3 separate regions of the Mus musculus genome follow, and all the other regions are linked to region 3. A link is a contact called in public Hi-C and HiChIP or PLAC-seq data. All regions are on one chromosome and are shown on one strand. The core of a region is the stretch at or near the end of the contact, and the rest is flanking DNA. Distances in the headings are between cores, read along the strand shown.

Region 1 (3,359 bases), core at 104-2,603, 210 kb before region 3:
CGAAACAAGCAAACAAGAAAACAAAAAATCACCACAGTACCAACAACCCAAAATTATTTTCCCAAAATGAATGCTACCACAAGTGTAAACAGACCCCTAAAGGGATTTATTCGCTACAAATTTGTATGTTTCCTTGCTTGCTGTAGATATTTGCTTGATAAACATTGAAATTGATGTTACATAATCTCCTGACATCTGTTTATCCACACTCTAATGGGGTGGCACACTTTAATGTTGATTTCCAGCTCTTGCTAGTATGAAGAAAATATAAATACAAATATTTTGCATTAGAATAAAAAGATTGCAAGTGTATCTTTTGCCTTATGACCAAACATCTTTTTTAAAAAAGCATAGAGAAGGTTAAAAACCAAGTTGTTTTCAGTTTCTTTTGGTTTATAAATATTAGTTTAATTTCATTTTTATTAAGCAAATTAAGCATTTTGAAGCAAATCTATAGCACTATCATACCATCATCAAAATAAACTTATTTTATGATAAATAAATGTTTGGGTCACTATGTCACTAAATACTTTCATCTCAAAACAAGAAACTCTAGTCTCAGCAGCAAAAGACAAGTTTTAGGTGCCTTCCTTGAAATGGATCAAGGAGGGTCCTTGAAGATCTTACAGGACTACATGCACCATCCTACTAGTCTGTTTTCCGAAATAAAAATCATTAACAAGAAAACGAGAGATCCTGTCACCAGCTGAACATGCAATTATTATTCTATGGATGAGTGAAAAACCAGACACAAAACAGAAGAGATCAGAGTCGAAAGACATAAAACCAAATAATTATACAAGCTTCCTTTTGATACTGTACAGTACTTGTACTTCCCTAGGGTTTTGAGAGAATTTCTAAAAGATTTTTTTTTTTTTTTTTTTTTTACCAGCTGCAGCTCCGAGACTCCACACTACAAGCGATTTACACTTGGAATTCCTTTTATTGCAGTACGTTTATTCTTGAGCCTTATCCGAGGGCTCAAGTTTAAGACTTAACTTTCCAGCAGTTGTTGACATCAAAGCTAATTCTTCCACACAGACTTGATTAAAAGCAGACGGGGAGAGGCTGTTTCTAACGTTAGTTAAGGTGCATCTATCTACGCCCGTGCTGCTAATGTCTCAATAAACAGGTTATGAAATCACTCTCAGTAGCTCCCCAACAGAAACCCCATACTGTTGTAGGAAGACCTCTCCCCACCACAGTGGAGGCCACACACTGAACATTATCATCGGCGAGCCCTGCAGCAAACACTTTACGAAGAAGTCTAATTATCTACTATACCCTCTTAGCAAGGACCGTCTCCATAGAGAAGCTCACGCAGGCAAACGGATCGCACTTCCATTCACATCAGGCAGGAAGCCGGGAGAGGAAGAATTCCTTCTCATTTTCCAGCAGAGCTGGGTCCAGCATCATCTGTGCCCTGTTGTGACAGGACTTCTCTGTGATCTGTGTCGGGTCAGTACCCTTCCAGAGACACCGCTCAGGGCATGGGAACTTCAAATCCAGCCTGTCATTTTATTATACTTTTTTTTTTTTTTTAAACAGCTTGCCTACCAAAACAGAAAATTCTGCGCATATGGGCTGGGGTCGAGTGCTTTCACCACTGAGCTGATATAGTCTGACATGAAACAGAACGGAAATGCTCACTTGGACCTGGCATTTCTCTTAGGTCTCAGATATTTTTAATTTCAAGTCCATTAGTTCGTAAAAGAGCAGTGTTTTTCAGGCTTGTTCTTTAGCACTCGATCTATCTGTGCTCAGCTCTAACAATTTGGAGCATTTAGTATTTCTCGAAGTCAGGGCTAAGTAACTTCTGATTCTGTCTGTAAGGCTTTCTGTCTGTAAGCCGCGCAGCAGAACACACACCTGAGTTCGACAATATAGCTCATAATTCTTGGTGAGTAAGTTGATTACTTTTAGGGTGACACAGGGTTTTTTTGTTTTTTGTTTTTTGTTTTTTTTTAGAATGCTTGTCAGTACGTTCCTGTCCCTAGCACATTACAATGTGTACAGCTATATTGCGAATTTCAAAGCTTCCTTTGAAAAGGCCTTTGTCTGAGGCACACGGAATGTTGGCGGCGAGGCCCTCAGAGGTTAAAATTCCATCCATTAGCTGTAATGTAGTTACACTTCCCAAAGGTCACCGAGGGTCAGTACTGCAGCTAAGAGAACTCAGTCTTGAAGTGTACCAAGATGACACCTGAATCTACTTACAACCATAGCAGAATTCTCTAGATTGCCTTTTTTTTTTTTTTTTTGACTGAGGAATGACAGTTCCTTTCTCACACCATCAGCACGCCTGACTTCCTGAATGAGTAGCCATGTTCTTGTTTTTTTATAGTGTCTCTGTTATAGTCGTTATAACCGACATGTTCACTCTGTGCCCAGGATCTGATATGCTCAGAGTAAAGCACACCCCCCTCTGTTGGAAGCACAGGTGTTCTTGAGCAAGCTATACTGACTGAAGGGCAGAGGTAGACGCAGAACATCACGCAATCACGCACAGCCCTTCCCGGCATGGCCATCTTAGCAGTCCTATACATTGCCTAGAAGCAAATACCTCAAAGTTTTAGTTGCATAAACCAAACACCCACCTCCTCTACCTTTTCAGAGTAGGATCCTGTAAGGAGATAATGGCTTATTTAAGTCCACTCTTGAAAGTCAGTCGACGATGACACTTACATATAAGGTGTTTGTCAACCAGATTGGAGATAACATACGTTTCCAGCCTTTAGTGATAACCTCGTCATGCGTTTATTTTGAGTTTCCAAACTAAACTTTTATCTTCCCCCAACTGTGAGAAGTTTCACAGTCCCCCTTACTGTCATGCCACAAAAGCTGTGTCGCATGCCTTAGGATTTATTTTGAGAGATGTGTGGCTCAAGGAAACTTCTCACGCTTTCTCCTTCACCAGCTTTTCCCCTGTCCCCAGCCACACACCATCTACTTCCATCTTATTAAGCAGCATCCTCGTAAGCCGGGTCGCTCCAGGACACACTCCACATTCCATCACAGGCAAAACATACCTCCAGTCCAGATCCCAGCAACATAGAAAGGACGTCTTACGTGTCCTGAGCTCACGCCTTTAGCAACAGATCCATCTCTCCCCTCCCCAGTAACATACATGCATATATTTAAGGATACAATCATTAAAAAGCAACAGTTGCATAAGGGGGGGAAACCCCACTAATTTAGAAGCAGTTAAATGCTTACTTCTTCTGGGAAGCCCTCTGGCTCTTCCACGGCCATTCTCTGAGGCCAAATACGAAACCTGATAACTCAATTAGTTAACACTTGGGGCAGAACATCCTGTCTAAAAATATCCGCCTTGGAAAACGTAAAGACGTCTCCCCGAC
Region 2 (3,388 bases), core at 555-3,054, 230 kb after region 3:
TGAAGGATGTGGTCTGAGGGTGGTGGCAAGATAGAGCTTTTGGTGTTGACTTAGAGCCGATAAAACAGATGACATTTTGTTTGTTCATAGATTTGTGAAGGTTTGATTTCTAAGGAATATTTAACATTTAAAAAAAAGATTTATCTATTTGGTATACAGTATTCTACACACATGTATGCCTGCACACAAGAAGAGGGCAGCAGATCTCATTATAGATGGTTATAAGCCATCATGTGGTTGCTGGGAATTGAACTCAGGACCTCTAGGAAGAGCAGACAGTGCTCTTAACCTCTGAGCCATCTCTTCAGCCCAATATTTAACATTCTTATGTGGAGATATGTCAAAACATTTAGTGTGTTATCATTGTATACATAATGAATACATAAGTGTATAATCACAGAAACAGGCTGGCATTTTTTCTTTTCAGTTTTGAGGGTGTCTTTCAGTGTTTCATTGGTTCCTATCCTCTTGTCTTCTTAAGGTACTTTAAATGTGATCCTTCTGCTGGCTGCTAAAAACTCATTGAAAAAAACATAATCTGCAGGAACACGGGAGAGCTGGAAAATACATCAAGTTACCTGACACAGACATAGAGAGACAGACACTTCATGTTCTTTCTCATAGGCGGATCCTAGCATGTAATGTTCATATGTTAGTGTGTATATAAGGTTCCAACTAGAAAGGAAAGGCTGCCCGAGTGGGGGGGGGGATTAGAGTCATGGACATGGTGATAGGACACAGAGGGCTATGGGCTTGGGGGCGTGCAGTTACGAGGTGCGGGGACTAGGGTTACTGGGAGAAGGGATGAGAAGAATTAACACAGACCAATATTGTCTGAAAATTCCATAGTGAAACTTAATATTATATATATACATATATTAAAGGTGTGTGCCACAATCCTCAGATATATATATATATATATATGTATATATATATATACACACACATATATACACACACACACACATATATATACACACATACATATGTAAACTAATATATTATATATTAATATTATATATTATTTATATTATCCCAGCTTAATATAGAATTTTGAAAGGCATAATCATAAAGTAATTTTAAATGTTAGCAATAGCCAGGTGGTGGTGGCAGCACACGCCTTTAACCCCAGTACTCTGGAGGCAGAGGCAGGAGGATCTCTGTGAGTTCAAGGCCAGCCTGGTCTACAGAGCAAGTTCTAGGTCAGTCAAAATTACACCCAGAAACCTTGTCTCAAAACAAAACAAAATAAAAGTAAGAAACTCTTTTTTTTTTTTTTTTTTTTTTTTGGTTTTTCGAGACAGGGTTTCTCTGTATGTGTAGCCCTGGCTGTCCTGGAACTCACTCTGTAGACCAGGCTGGCCTCGAACTCAGAAATTTGCCCTGCCTTTGCCTCCCGAAAGCTGAGACTAAAGGTGTGTGCTACCACGCCCAGCTAATAACAAGCTCTTGATGTAGTGGTACTGTCACTTTGGTGGCTGGCTATCTAAATTCAATGCATTTGAATTGTGTTAGTCTTGGAGGGAAATTACACACAGAAAGGTAGCTGGAGAAAAAAGAGAATAGATTAGACTGTCCAGAAACAACAGGACGATATTGGAAGGAAAACAGAGCTCAAGAGTCAGTTGGCGCCCGCCCTCCTGCAATTCCTCTGGCCGCGGTTTCCGCTCCCTTTCGCGCTCTGCGCTCCCAGGCAGCCCCGCCCAAGCGTAGCTCAGCTCTGATTGGCTCCTTTGAACGTCTACGTGCAATCGGATTGGCGGATCCCGGGAGCTTTACCGCGGCGAGTTTGAAACTGCTGGCACTCGGCCTCTAAGCTCCTGGAGTTGCTGCGTCCGCGCAGTCCGGAACTGCGGTGTGGCCCCAGCCGGGACAGAGAGGTATGGCGTGAGTCGGACTGGGTGCAGGCTGGGCCTGCGGGGGCTCCACGGGATCTGGGGGTTCCCCCGGGGAAGGGCAGGACATCCATGTGAGCCTGGGGATCCCTTGTGGACGGGTAGGGCCTCCACGTGAGATCTTGGTCTCCTGTGGACGGGTAGGGCCTCACCTAAGTCCGGGATCCCTTATGGTCGGGCATGGCCTCCCTGAGCCCGGGGTCTGGGGTACCCTATGGATGAGCATGTCCTCATCTGAGGCCAGGGTCCCCTATGCAGGAGCATGGCCTACCTGAGCCTGGGGACACTATGGAGGAGCAGGGCTCACCGGAGCCTGGGATCCCTATGGGGGGGGGGGGCAGGGCTCACCCGATCCAGCGGTCCCTTATGGAAGGGCAAGGCTCACTTGAGCCCCGGGTCCTGCGGACGTGCAGGCCCCTACGCGAGCTCCAGGTTCCTGCAGACTGGATGGGCCTCGCTGGAGTGGGCCCGGGTGTGGGCGGGGTGCCAAGTTATGTCCCAGGCCCTGTTGGCTGCCAGTGTGGAGCTGGGCTGCACCAGGCCAGCTGCCTTCGGAGGCCTTAAGTCGGTACTGCCGGAGAAACAGACCCGTGGTCGTTTAAAAAGCTTATTCCTACCAAGGTGCAGAACCAAGAAAGTGTAGGATCGTTTATTTTTAGTTGCCTGTGCTAAGGCCACAGACTGTACCCAGGCAAAGAAGGAGAGAGAGGGAGAACCGCGGATGCCTTCGCGTCCTTGATCGTCTTAAAACATAAATACCGATGAAGGTTCTGATGTGCGGGCCACCATCGCCTGCCCCCAACTTGGATACACTGGGCAGCTTTTAACAGCAGGCCCGGGAGACTGGAAAATGTTGGAAGGAAATAAGCCCAGCTTTCAAGACATGTTAACTCTTTGCTGTCTGTGCAGAGGTGGTTGAAACGTTTAATGCTCTATAGTTATATTAAGTCTCTGTATTGAAGAAAGGGGGTTGGGGGGGGATGCGTTGAAATTTCCTAAACATAATCTCCATAGTTGAGAGTCAATCTTATGTGTCTGAGAATCCCCAGGGTTCAGTGGGATGCCTGGCAGGACCCTTGGACGGGTTTACATTTTCCTTCTGAATTTTTATCTGTTGAGCCGCTGCCTCCTTGTGCAGTGCCAAGAGCTGGGATTCCTGGCTGTGCCCCCACACCCCATGGAGTTGATTTTACTGTGGAAAGAGATCTGTAAGGAACAGCTCACGAGAGGTCAGCCATTCCTTGATGCTCATTCATAAGGATCTTGTCACCCGTGGCAGAGGGCTTTCAAGGAGAAGGCACACCTTTTTCCTACCATTCTTTGTGAGCCAAGAAATTGTTTCTCCCTTGTTCGTGATATTTTTCAAAGCATGATTAGCAAACACACTGTCTTAGCGTTGTTGGGATGAAACACCATGACCAAAGCAAAGGAACTTGGGAAGGAAAGGGTTTAGTTGTCTTGTACTTCCACGTCACAGTTCGGCCTCAGAGGAA
Region 3 (3,247 bases), core at 393-2,892:
GGAAGAGGAAGGAGGGGTGAGACAGGGTATGAGGATAAAAATGACTAAAATTCATTACATACATGTATGAAGCTGTCAATGAACACATGAATTAATAAGTTGATACTCAGTATTAAAATACAACTTATATACTTTATTTTCCCTGTAGTAATCTGGTCTAACATTAATTCCTTTGACAAAGCCTCTACCCTTGCATGAGAAATTATGGACAGCATTGGCTGTCTAAGTTAATGTATATTTACATATGCAACTAGAAAACTCCTTGTTTGGTCAAAAAAAAAAAAAAAAAACTGAGACGACTCTGTTATCATTGCCAACAATCATCCTGAAACAAGACAGATTTTAAAAACATTCTTCTCCATCAGAAACCACATAAAATTTTCAACTGAGATTCTCAATATTAATAACCCCAGCTATGAGTTAGAAAAATCTCAGAAAAACCAATGGACGTTCTTCTCTGAGCTGAAAAAAAAAAAAGCACTATGGGAAATTGCTGCACAAACTCTTCCAGTCAGAGAGAAAACCTACTGGGGTAGAGTGAACCTGCTTTTAGTGTGTGTGTGTGTGTGTGTGTGTGTGTGTGTGTGCTTGTACATGTGTGCACATGTGTGCATGTGTGTGTATGTATGCATGTGTGTGTATGCACATGAATAATACTATGTGGTTAACTCTTACATGGATTCTGGGAGGTTTGAACTCAGACTCTTGTGTTTGCATGATCAGTGCTTTTACCCGCTGAGCCATCAACACACATGCCAGAAAGAAGACAGACAATACATGTAACCCTACTACATGCCCCAAGCTAACGCCATTACCAAAGATGTTAGAACCTGGCTCTGTCCTTTGTAATTGTCGTACCTCTGAGATAAAGATATACCCAGGCTTTGTCAAACAGTTACCACAAAAGGAGTTTTCACTACTAGACCACAGACTTTGGTTCTTGATGTTTAAGCCATGACTCTGGACAGAAATTTAACTGTCCTACCACCTGGAAAAAAAAATACAACGCCCACATCACAGGAGGTGTGGTGGAGCCCAGAGAAGCTGAGCTGGGGGCACATTCTGTGAGTTCAGTTATTCTCTTCAGACAGGAGATCTCTATCTCTGCATCAAGGGGAACTAGGCCAGACTGCCTGGTGTTGGGTCAAGGGAAACAGGCCAAATGAATTAAACTCCTTCTGGTACTATATAAAGAAAGGATATTTGAATCTGGAAAGTTGAGGAAATAAAATGTCATGTGAGCTGGCCCAAACCGTATAGAATCTACCAGAAATGCTATTACAGGACAATATGTGACGAAAGGCATTCTCTATCCTCTTGTTTATGTAAAGTACCCTTAGTGAACAGTTCTGAGGAAATCGAATATCCTCTCCCACACACAGTGGCAGAAAAATTAGAGGGGCTTTGAATTTATTTCCCTCAGTCTACAATGGGCATATTTCATTTGTTCTTGTCACAGTTCTGTCACATGTGGCCCTGATGAAGGACTTCTTCACATTGCCAGTACATTAGAACCAGAGGCAACCTGAAAAGACAGCACCCATTCCAACGCAGGCGACAAAAACAGACTCCCTGACACTCTCCCTCTGTACATCGGGTCCCTTTGGTTGTGTGCTTCATCAGGCATTCTTTGGATTCTGCGGTGACTCATGAAAATGTCAGGGGCGATTACTCCAGATTGCTGTGACAAAACAGTTCTGTCTAACACGCTCCCCCACGCAAGAGCCGCAAACAAGAAGGCATTGTGGGAAGAAGGGCGGACTCTGTGAAGAGGCTGAGAGACGTTTACCCAGCTTCATCACAACGCCAGTTAATATCAGCAATAGTGGACGTCCCAGAAAGCCATTTTAATGGTGGGAAAGAACTGAGCTCCACATGAGAGAGAGAGAGAGACCACTATGAGAAAGGCTCTTTCTTTTTGAAAAGCATATTTATGGTAGACATGGCAATTGGAAGTGTCCTCTGCCCTCCACACCACAAATTTCTCCCTAGAGATTACCTTTAACAATTCCAGTATTAGCCAGAGTGGTGGTGGTGCACATCTTTAATCCCAGCACTTGGGAGGCAGAGACAGTTTCTGAGTTCGAGGCTAGCCTGGTCTACAGTGTGAGTTCCAGGACAGCCAGGGCTATACAGAGAAACCCTGTCTCAAAAAACAAAACAAAACAAAAAAACAAAATAAAACAAAAAAGAAACAATTCCACTGTTATCCCTCAAATTATTTTTTGACCAAAGGTATTCATGTTCTTGATGGTTCTGTTATTATTATCCATTCTTTAGATAGGGTCTCACGTGGTAGGCCAGGTCGACCTGGATCTCAACTATGAAAGGGAATTTGTAGTGATCCTCCTGCATTCAAACTTGCAAGGGCTAGGATTATAAACCTGAGTTACCATGCCTGGTTAGCATTTGTGATGCATTTGTGTATGTATGTACGTAATATACATATGATATGTGTGATAACATAAGCAAGTATATCATATATAATACTTGTATATACACACACAGGTATATGCATATGTAGTCCTGTCCATATGTCTTTCATGTAAGTACATCGGTACAGAGGCTGCTGATATAACGTGACTGCTAAAGCAGTTGTCTTTACAAAGAAGAGTAGAAAACAAATGCTAATTACCTTATAAATCTATGCCTGTCTGCTCCAACTGAAAGCTGGAACTACCTGTTTCATGTCCTCAATTGACCGAATTAAAAATACGGTTTTAAATGCCAGGGTAGATTGAGTCCAGGGTCCCTTGGTCACTTGGATGCTAAAGTGAAAGCCCAGAATCCCACCCACGTGCTTCAGACCATTGTTTCCAGAACCATGATGTCCAATCACATGTTCATTTTTGTATACTCTGAAAGCACCTCCGTTCCTAACCAAAATGATACAAAACCTGCTAACAGCGAACAGCAGCTGAGAGGCTTAGACAAGCAGGAATCTGTCAGCCTGGGCGCTGTGTGCAGGAGGCAGCTTTGTGCTTTAGAGACCTGTACAAATCGCCCCAAAGTCAGCAACAAGGCAGATTTGGCTGGCAGTGTAAGAGAACACCGACTCAGAGACTGGATTACCGAACCAAGCAAAGAACGCACTGACCAGAAGGCCTGGCCCCAGGCCACCCCAGACAGCACCCAGGAACCCCCCAAACAGCCATGAAGAACAGTGTGAAAGGTCTGGCTTGTCACAATGATGTCAATCCCACCCTCCTCTGATGACACAGAAACATACAAAGGGCACTCCCAAGTG

The links. A called contact is a pair of places that touch in the nucleus more often than the background predicts. HiChIP or PLAC-seq counts read pairs in DNA pulled down with a chosen protein or histone mark.
Region 1: a contact with region 3 is called in a Hi-C map of the N1E-115 cell line, with 2.1 times the contacts expected there. The contact joins two enhancer-like sites. A contact is called at or near these places in 2 of 484 Hi-C or Micro-C datasets (the N1E-115 cell line and muscle stem cells) and 1 of 115 datasets of contacts at active chromatin or transcription factors (pancreatic cancer cells).
Region 2: a contact with region 3 is called in a FOXA1 HiChIP or PLAC-seq map of pancreatic cancer cells. The contact joins the promoter of Cdk1 here to the enhancer-like site in region 3. A contact is called at or near these places in 1 of 484 Hi-C or Micro-C datasets (muscle stem cells), 11 of 115 datasets of contacts at active chromatin or transcription factors (the SCID.adh cell line, embryonic stem cells, epiblast stem cells and 2 more) and 1 of 9 other capture datasets (adipose tissue).

Annotation. Positions count from the first base shown.
Region 1 is chr10:69,785,530-69,788,888 of GRCm38.p6, reverse strand. All of the region lies in intron 1 of Ank3 (ankyrin 3, epithelial), which reads right to left. Among named protein-coding and RNA genes, the nearest start is that of Gm33416, 79 kb to the left of the region's middle. Within about 2 kb of position 1,353, at least 23 of the 459 cell types and tissues checked have an H3K27ac peak or open chromatin away from gene starts, as enhancers often do. A contact at or near this core is called in the N1E-115 cell line and muscle stem cells, where this site is marked.
Region 2 is chr10:69,351,328-69,354,715 of GRCm38.p6, reverse strand. It overlaps Cdk1 (cyclin-dependent kinase 1), which reads left to right and starts at 1,804. Exons shown (of 8, transcript NM_007659.4): 1 at 1,804-1,880.
Region 3 is chr10:69,578,171-69,581,417 of GRCm38.p6, reverse strand. The region is part of intron 1 of Ank3 (ankyrin 3, epithelial); the gene reads right to left. Among named protein-coding and RNA genes, the nearest start is that of Gm33464, 17 kb to the right of the region's middle. Within about 2 kb of position 1,642, at least 60 of the 459 cell types and tissues checked have an H3K27ac peak or open chromatin away from gene starts, as enhancers often do. A contact at or near this core is called in the N1E-115 cell line, the SCID.adh cell line, muscle stem cells and 1 more, where this site is marked.